Linked DNA regions of Arabidopsis thaliana: region 1 is linked to region 2. Evidence: chromatin contacts called from public ChIA-PET data. All regions are on one chromosome and are shown on one strand. Each heading gives the region's core, a stretch centred on a gene start, on an enhancer-like site or on the middle of the called end of the contact. The rest is flanking DNA. Distances are from core to core; before and after follow the strand shown.

Region 1 (2,992 bases), core at 274-2,773, 45 kb after region 2:
CAAGGACGAAAATTTTGATTTTAAATTTTTTAATTATGATCAGCATGCAGCCAATTATTACATATAGATACCCAAGATGGCAAGATCCAACAATCATCGTACTAATTCGTTTTTAATTATATACTGATATACACAGAAATATTTGGATCACGTTGCTGTTGTATTTTATTTTTCTAAAAGAGGTTTATTGTTTATCTGACAAATCTTATTCTCTGGATGAAGTTAATTTATGTAAGAAAAGAAAGATTCATAAAGTTGATGATACTACAAACCAATCGTTGATGATAAATGTCCATTTAAATTAGGTTCAAGTTGCTTTCAGATCACAATCTCTCCCTCCCTCCTAGTTCATTGGCTCATAAAAAACACATATGATATTTTTTTCAAACTATAATAATACTATTTTAAAGCATGGGATAATAATTATACAAATAGTTAGAGAGTATGCTTTTGTTAGAAAAAACTAGAAAAACAAATATGTATACTGGTTTTGAAACACTCTTAAGATCGATTGTCAAAAAAAAAAAAAAAACACTCTAAGACAAATATAATTTCTCTAGTAATGGTTGGTGATTTAAATGAGAAAATAGAAAGAAAGTGGTGACACATCCGCTTGATTTAATTGACAGATTTGTTTCTCTTTTCGAAAAAAATTATCACCAATTAAATTTTTGTCAACGTTTTATTTATGTTTAAATAGACAGATTTTTTTCAAAGAAAATATCGATGGATTAAGAAAAATCATAACTTGTATAAATAGATTTTTCAATGGATAAAAAAAAAATCATATTTGCCCCAAAAAGAAAAAAATCATATACTGTACCCTTTATTCACACCCTACAAGTTATGTTTCCCACCTGTTAATTACATATTTAGTTTCAGTTATGATTTTTTGCTGGTTTTCTTATAAAGGGTAAACAATCAGGGGCAGAGATACATGCATAGCAAGGGGGTTAATTGACCCTTATGAATTTATAAAAACTATTTATTTATTTGTATTTTTAAAAGCAAAATTTATAAAAAAATAGTTTAAAATATGCTTATTGACCTCCATAAAAATTATTTTGAAATAGATTTTAGTCATTAGTTAAAATTGATCCCAATAAAATAATGACTAGCTCGGCCACTGCAAACAATATTACAATAGGGCGAAGTAATTGGTTAAAAAGTAAATACAATAAGTTGTAGAGTGTTAATAAACTAAAGTTGATGTTATTCTTTCTTTTTCATTTTTACGAAAAGTGGATGTTACCTTAAAAATGGTTACGTTAAATTTCAAATATAAATACATTTTAGGATTCGGTTTAAATAATTATAATTAGAATAATTTTTCAAATAAAACATTTTGATTTTTGAGAATTATTAAAAAGGAGGATGGATAAGACAAGAGACCACAAATGGCAAGATTGGTCCCACAATGTTAGAATCTAACGCTCCAGAATGATTCCATCTCTTCCGTGTGAGACCCACGTATTTGTGCTGCGTCACTGCCCATACGATGACGTATCGACGTTAATTTCAGTGTAATAAGAAGAAGAATCAAGAGAGAAGAAGATTCACAAAGACGAAATGACGTAAATACCCTCCATATCATCTCCTTCCCTTCCTATATTTAAACACCATCATACATCTCTCTCTCCTTTGTCTCGTCTTCCATGTCCGATATATCGTTACCAGAGAAAGAGAGCTCAGAGATTTAGTTAGCTTAATTTTTCTTTTCGTTTTGAAATTAAGGAAGTGATTGTTATCACCGGAGGAGAGAGAGAAAATGTTGGGAATTTTCAGTGGAGCTATAGTATCGCCGCCGGAAGAGTTAGTGGCTGCCGGAAGCAGAACTCCGTCGCCGAAAACAACCGGATCAACTTTAGTAAACCGGTTCGTCGAGAAAAATCCATCCGCTGTTTCTGTACAAGTCGGCGACTATGTTCAGCTTGCTTACAGCCATCACAACGAGAGTCCTCTCCGGCCTAGGTAAGTCTCGCCGGCGATTTTTCTTATGTTCATATCTATTAAAACTTGGCCTTTTACGATGGTCCCAAAGTTTCTACCGTCGGTTCGCTATGATCGGACGGTGATGAGATCATCGTCGAGCCTTTAAATTTCGCTGACAAATAAAAGTCAATTGCATATTTGCATGTATGGACCATATTTCATTTGATTTCGTCCGATTTTCTTATCTAATTTGTTTTAAGAAGATAGGGTATTAGTGAAAATTATCTAATTAGATACTAAATTTTGTAGATAATTTTTCTACTAGATTCCGAATTACATAATTGTGGTATTCTTTTCTTCAAAGCACTCCACTTAACTTAGGGTGATGTATGTTTGTGTTATGGTGTGTGGACCCAAACAATAATTTATAGAGTAAGTCCGAATAAAATTTTCTCAAATCATATATATCTTTTTAGAAATATGCATATACAAGGTACATCATAGGTAGCTTTATTGAAATGTACCGATCCAAATTTGTATGGATAATTCTTATTGGAAATTAAAAATGATAAATATTTATCCAAGTAAAGTTAGCTCATTGGTTAAAAAGGATTTCTTTCAATCTTCATGGAAACAAGATTTGAGTGAGATGATGTGAATAAACTAGAGATAATTTACATTAATTGTTACCTAGCAAACTTTGGACTGAAGATCCAAAATTTCTTTGATACCTCAAAATATAAATTTAGTAGTTGACTCTGTCGGTGACGGTGGTGGCACAAGGACACGTCTCAGAAGTTGTGTTAGTCACCAAAAGATTCACAAGCCTCTCATGACTCATTACTGAATTGGTCATGTACTTATGTCACTTAGAATCCGATCACAAAGAAAATATTAGCATAAGAATAATCAATATTAAAATTATACAGTCAAATTTATAAAATATAACCACAACCAATCAAACACCAAGATTCCGTATGTTGGCCATATTAAGTCCCAACCAACATTTTTTAAAACATAACTTCAACAATCACAACAATGACCGATCACTCAATCAAAC
Region 2 (2,979 bases), core at 313-2,812:
TCTTATGCAGATTGGAAAACCTTTTGTAGTTGCAAAATTAAAGGATTATCCTCAGTTTCAATCAGTGGCACTCGCGATAGAGAAATCCGGCTTCAAGGTTTGCACTGAGAACCCATTACAAGTTTTGTGCTGACACTCTTCTTTTGAAACTTATGAATATGCAAAACTGAATATAGATATGCTTGTTGCTCCGGCTTGCTCCTCTTCTTCCGTTCAGCATGTTGAACTACCTCTTATCTGTCACGCCAATTCGGCTAGGTCCATACTTGCTTTCTTCGTGGTTAGGGATGATGGTAATCTATTCTAATCCACCACTTCATAACGACTGCAAAATGTTTAAATTGTAAGATGGAAATAATACAGCTTGATACATTGTTAATTTGCAGCCAATAACACTTGCGTTAGTGTATGTTGGAACAACTCTAAAAGACCTTTCTGATGTAACTCACAAGTGGAGCGAGTTCTCGCCAGGTCGCTGGGTAAGATCTACACAAATTTTAATTACATTCTCAGCTTCTTGTTTCAATCTCTATTCTGACCTGTTTTCCGCAATCTGCAGGCGTTCTTGATTTCGAGCCTTGTAATATCCGGTTAGTTCGGCATAACTAATGTTACTAGTTCCTTCGATTGCGGCAGAATCACTAATGTTACAAGTTCCTTCTTCTATCTGTTTCTTTGCAGTGATATTAATGGTGTGTGTTACAAAGGTGGCGAAGGACGCTCTAAGAAAAGCTTTAGCAGAGCACGGAGGAGACATGAACGAAGCGGTTGCAGCCTTGCCGGAGCTGACCGTTACTGATGATGCTTCGACGGATTTAAATGAGCCTCTCTTGATAAAGATAGATGCACAACAACCTCAAGACCAAGTAAACCATAGTCATTAAAATTAAGATGATGAATACTTACTTTGTATAATCTTTATTTTAACATACAAAGCTTAGTTTTCTTGGTTTGTATAATAATAACATAGATTAAAAATTATTTTTAAAAAGTTATTTTTCTTAGTAACTTTGAGATGTAATTATTAGTTCACAGAGATTTAAAATATTGGATGAATAAAAAGAAACTAAATGGATTTTGGTTTGAGTTTCTAATTGCTCCAGCTAATCAGATATTTTGTTGACATTCACAAGCATTCTAAACATATCTATGACCTAAAAATGTTACAGGTATCTTAAAAATCTCCTAAACCAATATTCAATGAAGATTGTTGAATACGACTAAAGGTATATTTATTATACACAGAATCTGTTATGCATAAATTGAACCCATCAATTGAATATATGGGTATATTCATAACCAAAATTAGCTTTTATGATATTGGCTCAACTATTTTGGACTATTTAAAATCTCATCTTAATAACATAATTGGAAGAAAACCAAAATTAAGATGAAAACTTGTAAACTTTTATAAATGATCTGAATATAATTTACTAACATAATATTCAAAGTTAAGAACTTGTTGATATATGTGGTCAACTATAAAACACCACGTTTGAAATTCATAAGGTATTAGTTGATTTTTCATAGTTTTTCTCTATCAATAATGCTATTCGAAAAACGTCATGTATGTGTGTTTTCTAGATTTGAACAAGAAGAAACGGTCTTGTCTCTTTCGTTAGACGGTCATGTCTTCGGGAACATCCGATTAAAAAAAAAGTTACACGCGTTGACTTTTATTACAAAAATTGCAGTAAATCTGGCAGTAACTGCGTAAAGTAAAAATAATGTAAATAATAATCTTCACCGGAAGACAAATCTTTTGATCTGACTTTCGTCTCTCTGTCTCTCTTGTCTCGTTTCTTCAGAGGCTATGGGGATCTCCTTAAGCAAGCGTCGACGAGACAACAACAACAACCACCACCATCCCCACCACAATCCGCCGTACTATTACTCCGATCCTCCACCACAACAACCGCCGCCTCAAAACGGGTATAGCTACTCTCACAATTACCCCGTTTCAACTCCACAGCTCTCTCTTCCTCCACCACCGGCTCAGCCACCGTCTTCTTCTCAGCCTCCTCCGTCGCAGATTAGTTACCGACCGTACGGTCAAAACTACCATCAAAACCAATACTACCCGCAACAAGCTCCTCCGTATTTCACCGGTTATCATCACAATGGGTTTAATCCGATGATGAGGCCGGTTTATTTCGGTCCGACTCCGGTTGCGGTTATGGAACCGCCTGCACCTTATGTGGAGCATCAGACCGCTAAGAAGGTTAAGAACGATGTCAATGTGAATAAAGCTACGGTGAGGCTCGTAGCTGACGATCTTAACCCTGGTCATTATCTTGTTTCCTTCGTCTTCGATGCCTTATTCGATGGCAGGTATAACTTCTTCACTCCAAAATTTGAGTCAAGTTTCCGACTTTAGAACCAGAATTTGAATGAGATTGGCTAATTAGCGTAGAGGGGTCTTGTAGATTATACTGAATCTCAAATTTGGATCGTAAAGGTTCAAACTTTACATGATATGACTCATTTATTCAGTGAAAGTTAGGGTTTTTGCTGGGACGAGATTGATTAAAAGGAAACATCTTTACTCATGTTTCAGTTCTGAATTATGTGTTGCCACAATTTGGGATGAAAAAGGTTAAAATTTGACATGATCTAGGTGATGAATATGTGATTGGTTCAGAAACCAAACAATACAGGCTTCAGTTACATAACTGATTGATTTTAGGAGTTATTGTAGTTCATTTAATGGTTCGGAACTACTAAGCTAGTTAGCAACTGAATCAACCTTATTACTCTCCTGTGTTGCATACCAAGTTTAGGTATTAAGATTATCTGACGAGGAGTCTCATTATGTTACTTGTCTCATTTTCAGTTTCACTATCATATTTTTTGGAGAAGAGGAATCAAAGTGCACAATCGTCCCTCATTTACCAGAAGCTTTCCCACCAATCAAAGTCCCTTTCCAAAAAGGTGCCGGGCAGAAGTTTCTACAAGCTCCAGGGACAGGAATCGACCTAG

The links. ChIA-PET counts read pairs in DNA pulled down with a chosen protein or histone mark.
Region 1: an H3K4me3 ChIA-PET map of shoot shows a contact between it and region 2, with 13 read pairs. The contact joins the promoter of AILP1 here to the promoter of LUL3 in region 2. A contact is called at or near these places in 15 of 26 Hi-C or Micro-C datasets (callus, cotyledon, leaf and 5 more), 2 of 2 datasets of contacts at active chromatin or transcription factors (seedling and shoot) and 1 of 3 other capture datasets (seedling).

Annotation. Positions count from the first base shown.
Region 1 is chr5:6,421,630-6,424,621 of TAIR10.1, forward strand. AILP1 (aluminum induced protein with YGL and LRDR motifs) reads left to right here and starts at 1,524. Exons shown (of 5, transcript NM_001036823.1): 1 at 1,524-1,971. The coding sequence starts at 1,769. AT5G19150 (pfkB-like carbohydrate kinase family protein) reads right to left here. Exons shown (of 12, transcript NM_203082.1): 12 at 1,676-1,687.
Region 2 is chr5:6,376,587-6,379,565 of TAIR10.1, forward strand. LUL3 (RING/U-box superfamily protein) reads left to right here and starts at 1,563. Exons shown (of 3, transcript NM_121913.3): 1 at 1,563-2,331; 2 at 2,834-2,979. The coding sequence starts at 1,814. It overlaps AT5G19070 (SNARE associated Golgi protein family), which reads left to right. Exons shown (of 9, transcript NM_121912.3): 5 at 11-97; 6 at 177-293; 7 at 387-479; 8 at 560-590; 9 at 682-1,081. The coding sequence ends at 884.